2 separate regions of the Zea mays genome follow, and region 1 is linked to region 2. The links are chromatin contacts, called in public Hi-C maps. All regions are on one chromosome and are shown on one strand. Each heading gives the region's core, a stretch centred on a gene start, on an enhancer-like site or on the middle of the called end of the contact. The rest is flanking DNA. Distances are from core to core; before and after follow the strand shown.

Region 1 (5,297 bases), core at 1,404-3,903, 150 kb after region 2:
CTCTCGCTCTGTGCGGAGGCTCGGGGGCTGCTCTCGCAAACCCGACTCCGGCCAAACTGTTGACAGCGTCAACATACTAGCCCGAGAACTTGGAACCTGACTATGCACCCGAGCAACGACCAGTTCGCATGAGGGAACAACCAGACCGGCCGAAGCATCACGAAACGCGCTAAGACCTCGAAGGAGTCAAACCACTCCTCCGAGGCCTCGGGGGCTACACCCGGCGGGTGCGCTCGCGCGCACCCACAAGAACGAAACGCAACCGAGAAAGGCCGGTCCCCTTGCAAAAAAGTGCGACAAAGCCTCCAAGCGAGTACCAACACTCCCTTCGAGGCTCGGGGGCTACTGTCGGGGACCATAATTAGGGGTACCCCTAAGACTCCTAATCTCAGCTGGTAACCCCCATCAGCACAAAGCTGCAAAGGCCTGATGGGCGCGATTCAGGTCAAGGCTCCGTCCATTCAAGGGACACGATCTCGCCTCGCCCGAGCCCAGCCTCGAGCAAAGGCAGCCAACCCAGGAGGATTCACGTCTCGCCCGAGGGTCCCCTCAAGCAACGGATGCACCTTCGACTCGCCCGAGGCCCAGCTCGAGCAGGCTTCGCGGAGAAGCAACCTTGGCCAGATCGCCACGCCAACCGACCGTATCGCAGGAGCATTTAATGCAAGGATCGACTGACACCTTATCCTGACGCGCGCTCCTCAGTCGACAGGGCCGAAGTGACCGCAGTCACTTCGTCGCTCCACTGACCGACCAGACAGGAAAACAGCGCCGCCTGCCCTGCTCCGACTGCTGCTGCTCCTCAGTCGACAGGGCCGAAGTGACCGCAGCTAAGTCCAGCCTCGGGCGCCATAGGAAGCTCCGCCTCGCCCGACCCCAGAGCTCGGACTCAACCTCGACGCCGGACGATGGACTCCGCCTCGCCCGACCCCAAGGCTCGGACTCAACCTCGACGCCGGACGACGGACTCCACCTCGCCCGACCCCAGGGCTCGGACTCAACCTCGACGCCGGACGACGGACTCCGCCTCGCCCGACCCCAGGGCTCGGACTCTACCTCGACCTCAGACGATTGTCTCCGCCTCGCCCGACCCCAGGGCTCGGACTCTACCTCGACTCCAGACGACGGTCTCCGCCTCGCCCGACCCCAGGGCTTGGAATCTACCTCGACCTCGCACGCCCGCCTCGCCCGACCACAGGGCTCGTGCTCAACCTCGACCTCGGAGGAGCCTTCGCCTCGCCCGACCTCGGGCTCGGACCGACCACGTCGCAGGGGGGGCCATCATTACCCTACTCCCAGCTAGCTCAGGCTACGGAGAACAAGACCGGCGTCCCATCTGGTTCGCCCCGGTAAACAAGTAATGATGGCACCCCGCGTGCTCCATGACGACGGCGGTTCTCAGCCCCTTACGGAAGCAAGGAGACGTCAGCAAGGACCCGACAGCTCCGACAGTTGTGCTCCTACAGGGCTCAAGCGCTCCTCCGACGGCCACGACATCACATGAACAGGGCGCCAAAACCTCTCCGACAGCCACGACGACAAGTACATAGGGCTCTGGCTCTCCTTTGCTAGACACATTAGCACATTGCTACACCCCCCATTGTACACCTGGGCCCTCTCCTTGCGTCTATAAAAGGAAGGTCCAGGGCTCTCGCACGAGAAGGTGGCCGCGCGGGAGAACGGGCCGACGCACAAGGCTTGCGCCCTCTCTCTCTCTCTCCCTCGCGAACGCTTGTAATCCCCTACTGCAAGCGCATCCGCCCTGTGCGCAGGACAACATGAAGGCCGTGGTTTCCCCTTACTGTTTTCCCCCTTTGTGTTCCGTCTCGTGGCGACCCATCTGGGCTAGGACACGCAGCGATAATTTACTCGTCGGTCCAGGGACCCCCCGGGGTCGAAACGCCGACAGACACGTAGAATGTAATTAGTCTATTTTTTGTTTGGTTGAAAAGCATAATAGAATGGAGCAGCCTCGTTTATTGTTTGCTTGTAGAGCTGTACGAGTGTGGAGGAGAGGAGAGGGACGAAAGCGCTTGCATCATGTTGTTTTGGTGGAGCGAGCAAACATTCAGAAAATAAGAATGAAGGCATTCCATTTCCTTTGGCTCCTCAATCAAACACTAAGGGCTAGTTTGGGAACTCTAATTTTCCAAGAGATTTCTATTTTTTTAAGAGAAATTAGTTTATTTTTCAATTGGAAAATAGAAATCTCTTGTAAAATTGAGGTTGCCAAACTAGCGCTAAGCGAGAGTACGAGGTCGCCAAACTTTTTCCACAATTAAATGCTTGAACGACTACGGCGACACTATTAGAGTGTTTGGTTTGAGGAATTATACCATCCAAATTAAGGTGGTGCATCATGGGCTCATTCCTCAGATTTAGTGGGATGACTTCATTTCTTATATTAGTACTAACTAACTATGAGGAATGAGATGGTGATGGATCAACTAATTCTATTTCATAAACCAAACAAAAATAGTGAGAAGTGAGAAGAGAATCGACTAGTTCATTTTTTAAACCAAACACGCCATGTAATCGCCGGCCGGCGTGTGCACGGATCCATCGGATGCTTCCTAGCTCCCTGCGGGTCACCATGCGTGCTATAATCATTCGATCCCATCGGGACAGGTTGTGTACGGCACGTCGTCGTCTGCATCTAGTACAGTATATCTGCTACTGCGATCCGTCCTTGGCAACTTTTGTCTAACAGAAGCTCTGAGAGCTGAGCCCATCGAAGAAGAAGAGAAGAACGTAGAGTAATGGGCGTGTCCTCGTCCTCGTCGTCCCACTCACACAACGATCGAGAAATTGAAGGCGGGCGAGAAAAGCAGTAGGGACACACGCGCACATTTTCTTCCCGCGCAGCCTGCAGGCAGCCGCTGGAAGATCAAATCGAATCGAATCCGGTCGAATGGGTCGCCGGAAGCAACAAACGCCGGCCATGTTTTTCTCTCCGTGTTTGGTGCAGACCTTCTCAGACGCTCGCTTTTAAAGTTCCAGTACGGTGGTTTCTTGTTGTAGTGAATTTAATTTAACCAAGGACAAGACAGAGCATACGTCGTCGTAGGTACAATATCCTCTTCTCTTTCTAGATAATCAATCACGCTGTCATTTTCTGCGCTACTCTTTCCTCTGTCTCATGTCTTTGGCTTTTCCATGGATGTTGATGACACTCCATCCAGGCCTCGACGTTGCAAGCACCTGCCTTAGATTCAGTAGCTAGCTCGTACCATCGTTTTTTTAGTTCTTTGTTTCATGGAATAATAAGACTACACAAGAGGCAGTTGGTAATTGGTAGATATATTTTTGTCAAAAAAATCACAGGTACAAAGAAGTGTTGTATCCTAGCTAGTATCGGCGTATCTGTTTATACGTAGGATTCAACTATTTACGTGCATGATCACTATCGGAATTCGGTTCTTTACCGAGTATCAAATGAATTGCTGGGTGTTTTTTTCGGGACTCGTCAAAAAAGATCTTTGTCAAGTGTCAAACAAAAAATCTTCGGTAAAAAAAACATCACACAAAAAAACTATCGTGCAAGGAAGCAATTTACCGATGGAGTATACAATTAGGACTTCTAAATTGATAAAAAAAAGTTACGACATTACTCTATGACTTATGATACTAGGAAATCTATGTCGTGCAAGAAAGCAATTTACCTAGACATATCTCTTAAAAGACCCCCTTAACCACAACTTTTAAAATTAAGATTGTACTTAAAGTATTCTAGCTAACGAGTTTTGATGAAGCCATCTACGATCTGATCTCCTGTGGGTACAAAATTAATTGTAAAAGCTTCTTTGCAAGCCTTTCTCTCAAAACATAATAATCAACCACTATATGTTTAGTTCTGGTATATATGAAACATGGGATTGGAAAATAAATACTTTGCTCCCATATTGGCACACCACATACGCATTGCCTTTGAACTTTCAATCTTGAACTCCAACAAGATCGAAATCCACTATATATGATATAATATTTTAGTATTTACCAAAGCCTTGTACTCTACTTTAGTACTTGATCTGCTTGGCGCAATGACATATTTTCTTGCACTCCAAGAGATGAGATTAAGGGCCAAAATACAACAAAGCCGCCGGTAGATCTTTCTATCATCTAGCTAATGTGCCCAATCTGCAACTAAATATGCACTTATTGTCAAATATGATGGCTTGAGTAGCTTGAACGCGACTTTTAAACTTGATTTCATAAATTATAGTATCATCTTAATTGCAGCCCAATTAATAGTAGTAAGAGTATGCACTACTAGACACAACTGCTTTGACGAGTGTTTTAGGCACTCGGCAAAGCCCACGAAACTCTCGGCAAAAACTTTGCCGAGTGTAACTCTCGGTAAAAATGTCTCAGTGAACTGTACATTAGCCACGACTTCTTTGCTGAGTATTTTTTGTCGGGCACTCGATAAAATCTTTACCGAGTGCCAGCTGGTGCCCAACAAAGAAAACTCATCGTCACGGCGCCAAGTGATGGTGATGGAGCCTTTGCCGAGTGCCTGCTGGCCTGGTACTCGGCAAAGAAGGCTGCAGTGGGCCCCTTTGTCAGTCCATTTGTCGAGAGCTTCGGGGGGCACTCGGCAAAAAAGCCACCTTTGTCGAGTGCTTGCTAGATTGACACTCGACAAAGAAGGCTCTAGTGGACCCCTTTACCAGTCCCTTTGTTGAGTGCTACTGGAGGCACTCGGCAAAGGGAGCTTCTTTGCCGAGTGCCAGGACTACAGCACTCGACAAAGAAGATTTATTGGTTCTCAGGTGTGTCTTCTTTGCCGAGTGCTATGGTCATGGCACTCGACAAAGAACCTCTTTATCGAGTGTAACACTAGGCAAAGTGACCAGAAAACCTTTTTTATTTGTTTTTATTATTCCATCCAAAATAAAAGATATATATCATTGACATCACATATATCATAGAATCAACACATGTATCATCAACACCATATATCTCACAAATATCACCACATCACACAAGTGTCACAACACATAAGTGTCACCAAATTTAACAAACACAAATATCACCAACACTCACAGACTTAAGTCTCAATCATCACTAAGAGATAATCAACAAAGTGGGTCCATGCTTCACCATCGGATGCGTGTACCATTGCCATTTTTATGTCATGTCATATGTTTCGCAGATTCCTCGGTCATGTATAGACGTTGTATCCTCAGTATGAATAGAAGGTGGCGTATGATTGTCACAGGGATGTCGAGCTGCTTCTTTTGTCCATCACCAGATTCTACCTCCATGAACCTCGACGATTTACACTTCAGACAATA
Region 2 (5,173 bases), core at 2,581-5,080:
GCAACTTTTAGCCCGTCCCGAGCCAAACAATTACCTCATCGCTCAAAAAGACGGAGTCCTCTCCCGGTTCAAATTGTGGAAACTTTTATCTGGAGCTGTCCCTACAGCATGCATTCGCAATGGTAACTGTGGTCGATCGCTACAAGAGTCATGCACACACAGCTCTGTCGTGGAAGCTCTTTCCGTCCTGCGCCTTGAGGAAGGAGGTTTCGTTTGAACAACACAACACCACCCAGGAGACCATCCACTGGTAGCTGCCGTGCTTTTTTTATAAAAAAAAAACTTGGGGAAGGTCGTCACCGTTGCTGGCCTGAAAGAAAGCTTGCTCTGTGTTGCTGTTACTACTACGGAGTACCTGCCAATATAATAGACTAGCTACAGGGCTAGAGCAGCAGCAGCAGGGATCCTGAGGCATGATCAAACTAGCAGCAATGAGACCGAATTTTTTATATTTTAGTCTTTCCTCGGAAAAAAATACACGTTTAGACCTTAGAAAATTTTAATGTCATTTTTGGACCATCTGCTCGGCGCCATCGCCAATGGCGCCGAGGTAACACAGCTCGGCGCCATAGGCTATGGCGCCGAGGTACGTGGTACGCTGGCACAACCTGAACGACGTGGCGCCAACGTGGTACCGAGCTCGGCGCCAAGATCTATGGCGCCGAGCTCGGATGTGTGACGACAAAGCATGTTTAGCTCAGTCGGTAGAGTGTAAGGCTTTTAACTTTGAGGTTGTGGGTTCAAGCCCCATGGTGGACGTTTAATATTTTTTTGTATTTGTCACTAATTTGTTTTTTTGTTGTCCATATTTTTCGTTTATGTCGCTGATTTGTCCGTCCAGATTTATTTTTCATCTAGTTTTTTTGTTTTTGTGACTGATTTATTTATTCATCTAGATATTTTTTTGTTTTTGTTTATTCAAACTCTGTGACGTAAGTACCATGCACATAAGTAACCCACCCTATGGAAGTACGGAGTACTTTATAAAATCATCAAGTCATTCTTTATTTATACCTAGTATATTTATATTTTGGACTCTAATTATAATTTTTTTGTTTATTAAGTATATTTATATTTTGGACTCTAAAACTCCAATAATCTAATGTATTCGAAATTATACTTTTTAATATTAATTAAAATTTATCATAGCTAAACCGGTGGCCACTAACCAATGCAAGTATATTTATATTTTGGACTCTAAAACTCCAATAATCTAATGTACTCGAACTCACAACCTCAAGGTTGCGTGCATTATTGCGCCCGTGACCGCGATGCACCATAGCTAAACCGGTGGCCGCTAACCAATGCAAGTACGTTTAGATTATTGGAGTTTTAGAGTCCAAAATATAAATATACTTAATAAACAAAAAGATTATAATTAGAGTCCAAAATATAAATATACAAGGTATAAATAAACAGTGACTTGATGATTTTATAAAGTACTTCGTACTTCCATAGGGTGGGTTACTTATGTGCATGGTACTTGCGTGACGCAGTTTGAATAAACAAAAACAAAAACAAAAAATATCTAGATGAATAAATAAATCGGTCACAAAAACAAAAAAACTAGATGAAAAATAAATCTAGACGGATAAATCAGCGACATAAACGAAAAATATGGACAACAAAAAAACAAATTAGTGATAAAAAATACGTCCACCATGAAGCTTGAACCCACAACCTTAAGGTTAAAAGTCTTGTACTCTACCAACTGAGCTAGACATACTTTGCTGTTACATATCCGAGCTCGGCGCCATAGATCTTGGCGCCGAGCTCGGTACCACGTTGGCACCACGTCGTTCAGGTTGTGCCAGCGTAGCACGTACCTCGGCGCCATTGGCGATGGCGCCGAGCAGAGGGTCCAAAAATGATATTAAAATTTTTTAAGGTCCAAACATGAATTTTTTTCCGAGGAAGGGCTAAAATATAAAAAATTCGGGCAATGAGACCACCACCAACCACCACCATCCACCGTCCCCATGGCCATGCTCATGCTCATGCTCCGGCTCCGACCAGCTACTAGGTCATTAAATAAGAAGAAACCAAACAGAAGCGGCCCCTCCCTCCCTCCAACCCACGCCGCTCCTCGGTGGCACTTTTATCCCTTGCATTCACATCCCTTCCGCCCCTCGCACCAACCAACCTGCCTACCTACCTACCTACCTACCTAACCACCCAGTGGAACTGGAAGGGCATCTCATCTCACTCGTCACATGCTCCCCACTCCCCCTACTCCGTGTACTACTGCAAGCCAAAGGGTTTTTTTTGAAGAGGAAAGAAAAAAAAACCGGCGCCCAGCTTTTGTGTTTCTGAGCACCGTCCACGTGGTCATGTGGCTGCTGGACACATTCAGGATCGGAGCCTGACTTGTCCATTCACTACTTTCAGCATCTCAGCAAGGCGGGCATCAGCCACGCCGCATGCGTTTTTTTTTGCTTTTGCAAGGCCCTCATCTGCTCTTTCTTCTCCCAAAGAAAGAGCAAAGAACTCCTACCTGCTCTGCTGCTAGGTGATGGAAGACGAACATAAGGCCTCGGGTTAGGGCTGAAAACGAATCGAGCTCGACTCGTCCATTTCACGAGCTAGAGATAGCTCGGGTTGAAGGTGACTCGTCATCCACACCCTCATATATATAATTACATTATATAATAAATTATTAGTATATAAATATGAAATATATAGATATCGTTCATCATTACGAGTAATCTAAATTATGAATTATCACATATATATCATGAAACGTTAAGTAACAAACTGACTATCTATAAAATTATTCAATATCTATCATTATTCTACACTTAAGTAATTTGGCATTCGGGTCGCTACGGCAACGAGCATAAAAGCTCCCGCGGCTCGCTTGAGTCTCAAACTTTTTTTTCTAGCCTTACTTGCGTTGTTCCAATTAACTTGAAGGAAGGAAATCTCTACAACTATTAAGAGCCATTTGTAGACTGCCCCCGCTCCCGTCCCGCAACGGCCTCCCGCACCGCACGGCAGCACGCCGCAAACCCCTGCGCAATAGCTGCCGTCCAGCCCCCGCCCCTGCTCCCCCACGCTGCGCGCGTCCGTGATGCCGGGGATCTGCAACCCCCCATCCCCTAGCCCCCTCCCCGCCCCTGCTCCCCCCACGCTGCGCGCGTCCGTGATGCCGGGGATCCACAACCCCTCATCCTCGTAACAACCTCGGCGTCGTCTGCGAATGCCGTTCAGCAGCTTGGGGAGGAGAGAGAGAGAGTGCGTACAGGAGAGAGTCGCCGGCGACGAGCCCCGACGGGGATGCCACGAAGCAGCAGGACTGCGCGTCCTCCGCCACGCCGCATTCTCCTCCGCCGGCGGGCTGCTGGAGCACCTTGTCGAGCGTGGCGCGGAGGCCAGCGGCGACGGCCTCGTGGCTCCTGGCAACGCCCAGCCACGCCTGGCCCTCCCCGGCCAGCTGCCGGAGCCGCTCCTCCAGATCCGCGCCGCGGCGGCGGGCGCGCTCCAGCTCTGCCTCCGCGGCGCGGAGCCGAGCCTCCGCCGCGCGGCCCACGGCCGCGACCACACCCCGCGCGTGCCGCCGCCGAGCCTCCTGGAGCGTCGCGCGCATCCTGTCCGTCTGCAGCGTACAGTGTGGGAAAAAAAGGATCAGAGACACCGTGTACGTCGACGAACAAAGGATTTACTGTGACGCAACGCACGCACCTCGACCCGCACCAGCGCGTCGACCTCCACGCCCTGGTGGTACAGCTGCGACAGGACGCCACTGGCCATCGGGCGGCTGGTGTTGGGGCTTGACGAGGACGACCGCCATGAGGGCCTATGCTGGACACCCAAGCATGTCTCCAAGGCCTTCCGCGATGGCACCCGAGGTACAGCGGTCCCACTGCTTCCAACTCTCCAATTTCCCTCTCCCCTGACATTGTGGATCCGTCTGTAACTGTCGTCCCCGTGCTTTGTCTCTCTGTGGAAAATGGTGTCTTCCTTCTTACTATCTCGTTCTACACCCTCCACATGCTTGCACGGTGTTTGGGTTGATGTTCATGTCAGTGTTAATATTCTAAGCAATCACGCCTATCTTATAAGATTAGTGACCACAAATATATTCACTTTAAGTTCTTGTTGGTACAGTCTTGCATGTGGTTCCAAAGTGTAGTTTATTACCCATGTTTCTTCCTGTGAAAATAAGGCTATATAATTTGGTCAGCAAAAAAAACAAGGTTAAATATGTTGTTTGCTGGTATTTTTATGTAACCTATATGTTTACATGTTATTTGCAAATACCCCAGCAGAAAGTTATATGCACACTAACTAACTGTGTTGAATGCATAAAGCAGGCGCACAATCACACCTGCCTGGATGGCACTTTGGCTATTCTTTTTCCTTTTTAATAATAGAAAAAACAGGTAAATTATATATGCAAATAACCGTTGGAAAAATCCTTCCTTGTGAGCATTGCTAATAGTTTGTGAAATTCATCTATATGCATGGAAACATCTTGCAGAGCATGCAGGGCTTTATATCCCATTAGACAGAGCACATTAGACGACAGAGTGGTGTCAACTTTGGGCATATCGGGAGCTAGGAGAGCAGGGGCGGCAGGCTTCTGCCATGGTCATTTTTTTTGGTTTTGGCTCCCTCATGTGCAGGGCCGATGCAAGCGAAGGTGATATTGAGGGCCCCTTTGGTAGGACTTATTTTTCAGCTTCGGTTCTGACTCATGCAAAAGTTATGCCAAACACCTCTTTTTCAAATGGCTTCACCAGTGAAGTGCTTTTCCAAAATGAGCTAGAGGGCATGAGCTAAAAAAGTGGCTCACCCGGCTTCAGCTCACGTCATTTTTGCACAATAGCCCTCCCACCAGTCCAAATTATTTTTTTTGGTCCTGCCCTCAATCCCTAGCCACGTACAGGAGAGATAAACTATACAAGGGTCTTTCTGAAAAACAACCTATAAGCCGTTTTGCCAAATAATTTTTCAGAATGGCTTTGGCTCATCTAAAGAAGTGGCTTCACCTCGTGAGCCAGAGCCAAAGTCGTTTTTGGAGAAGCCAGAGCCCTGCCAAAGGGGCCCTGAAACATCTAGAGAGGAGGGGCTCAGCAGTATCTGAGAGAGCTAAAACTATGTAAATTATTTAAGGGGGTGTTTGGTTTATAGGGACTAATTTTTTTGTCCATCAATTTTATTATATTTTAGT

What was found. Hi-C and Micro-C count contacts between places; a contact is called where the count stands out from the background.
Region 1: a Hi-C map of ear shows a contact between it and region 2, with 4 times the contacts expected there. The contact joins the enhancer-like site here to the promoter of LOC103648929 in region 2. A contact is called at or near these places in 2 of 25 Hi-C or Micro-C datasets (ear and tassel).

What each region holds. Positions count from the first base shown.
Region 1 is chr2:135,550,583-135,555,879 of Zm-B73-REFERENCE-NAM-5.0, forward strand. No RefSeq gene overlaps it. Among protein-coding and RNA genes, the nearest start is that of LOC103649114, 64 kb to the right of the region's middle. Within about 2 kb of position 2,654, at least 6 of the 20 cell types and tissues checked have an H3K27ac peak or open chromatin away from gene starts, as enhancers often do. A contact at or near this core is called in ear and tassel, where this site is marked.
Region 2 is chr2:135,402,692-135,407,864 of Zm-B73-REFERENCE-NAM-5.0, forward strand. LOC103648929 (probable BOI-related E3 ubiquitin-protein ligase 2) reads right to left here and starts at 3,831. Exons shown (of 2, transcript XM_008673305.2): 1 at 3,682-3,831; 2 at 3,167-3,595. The coding sequence starts at 3,750. The coding sequence ends at 3,167.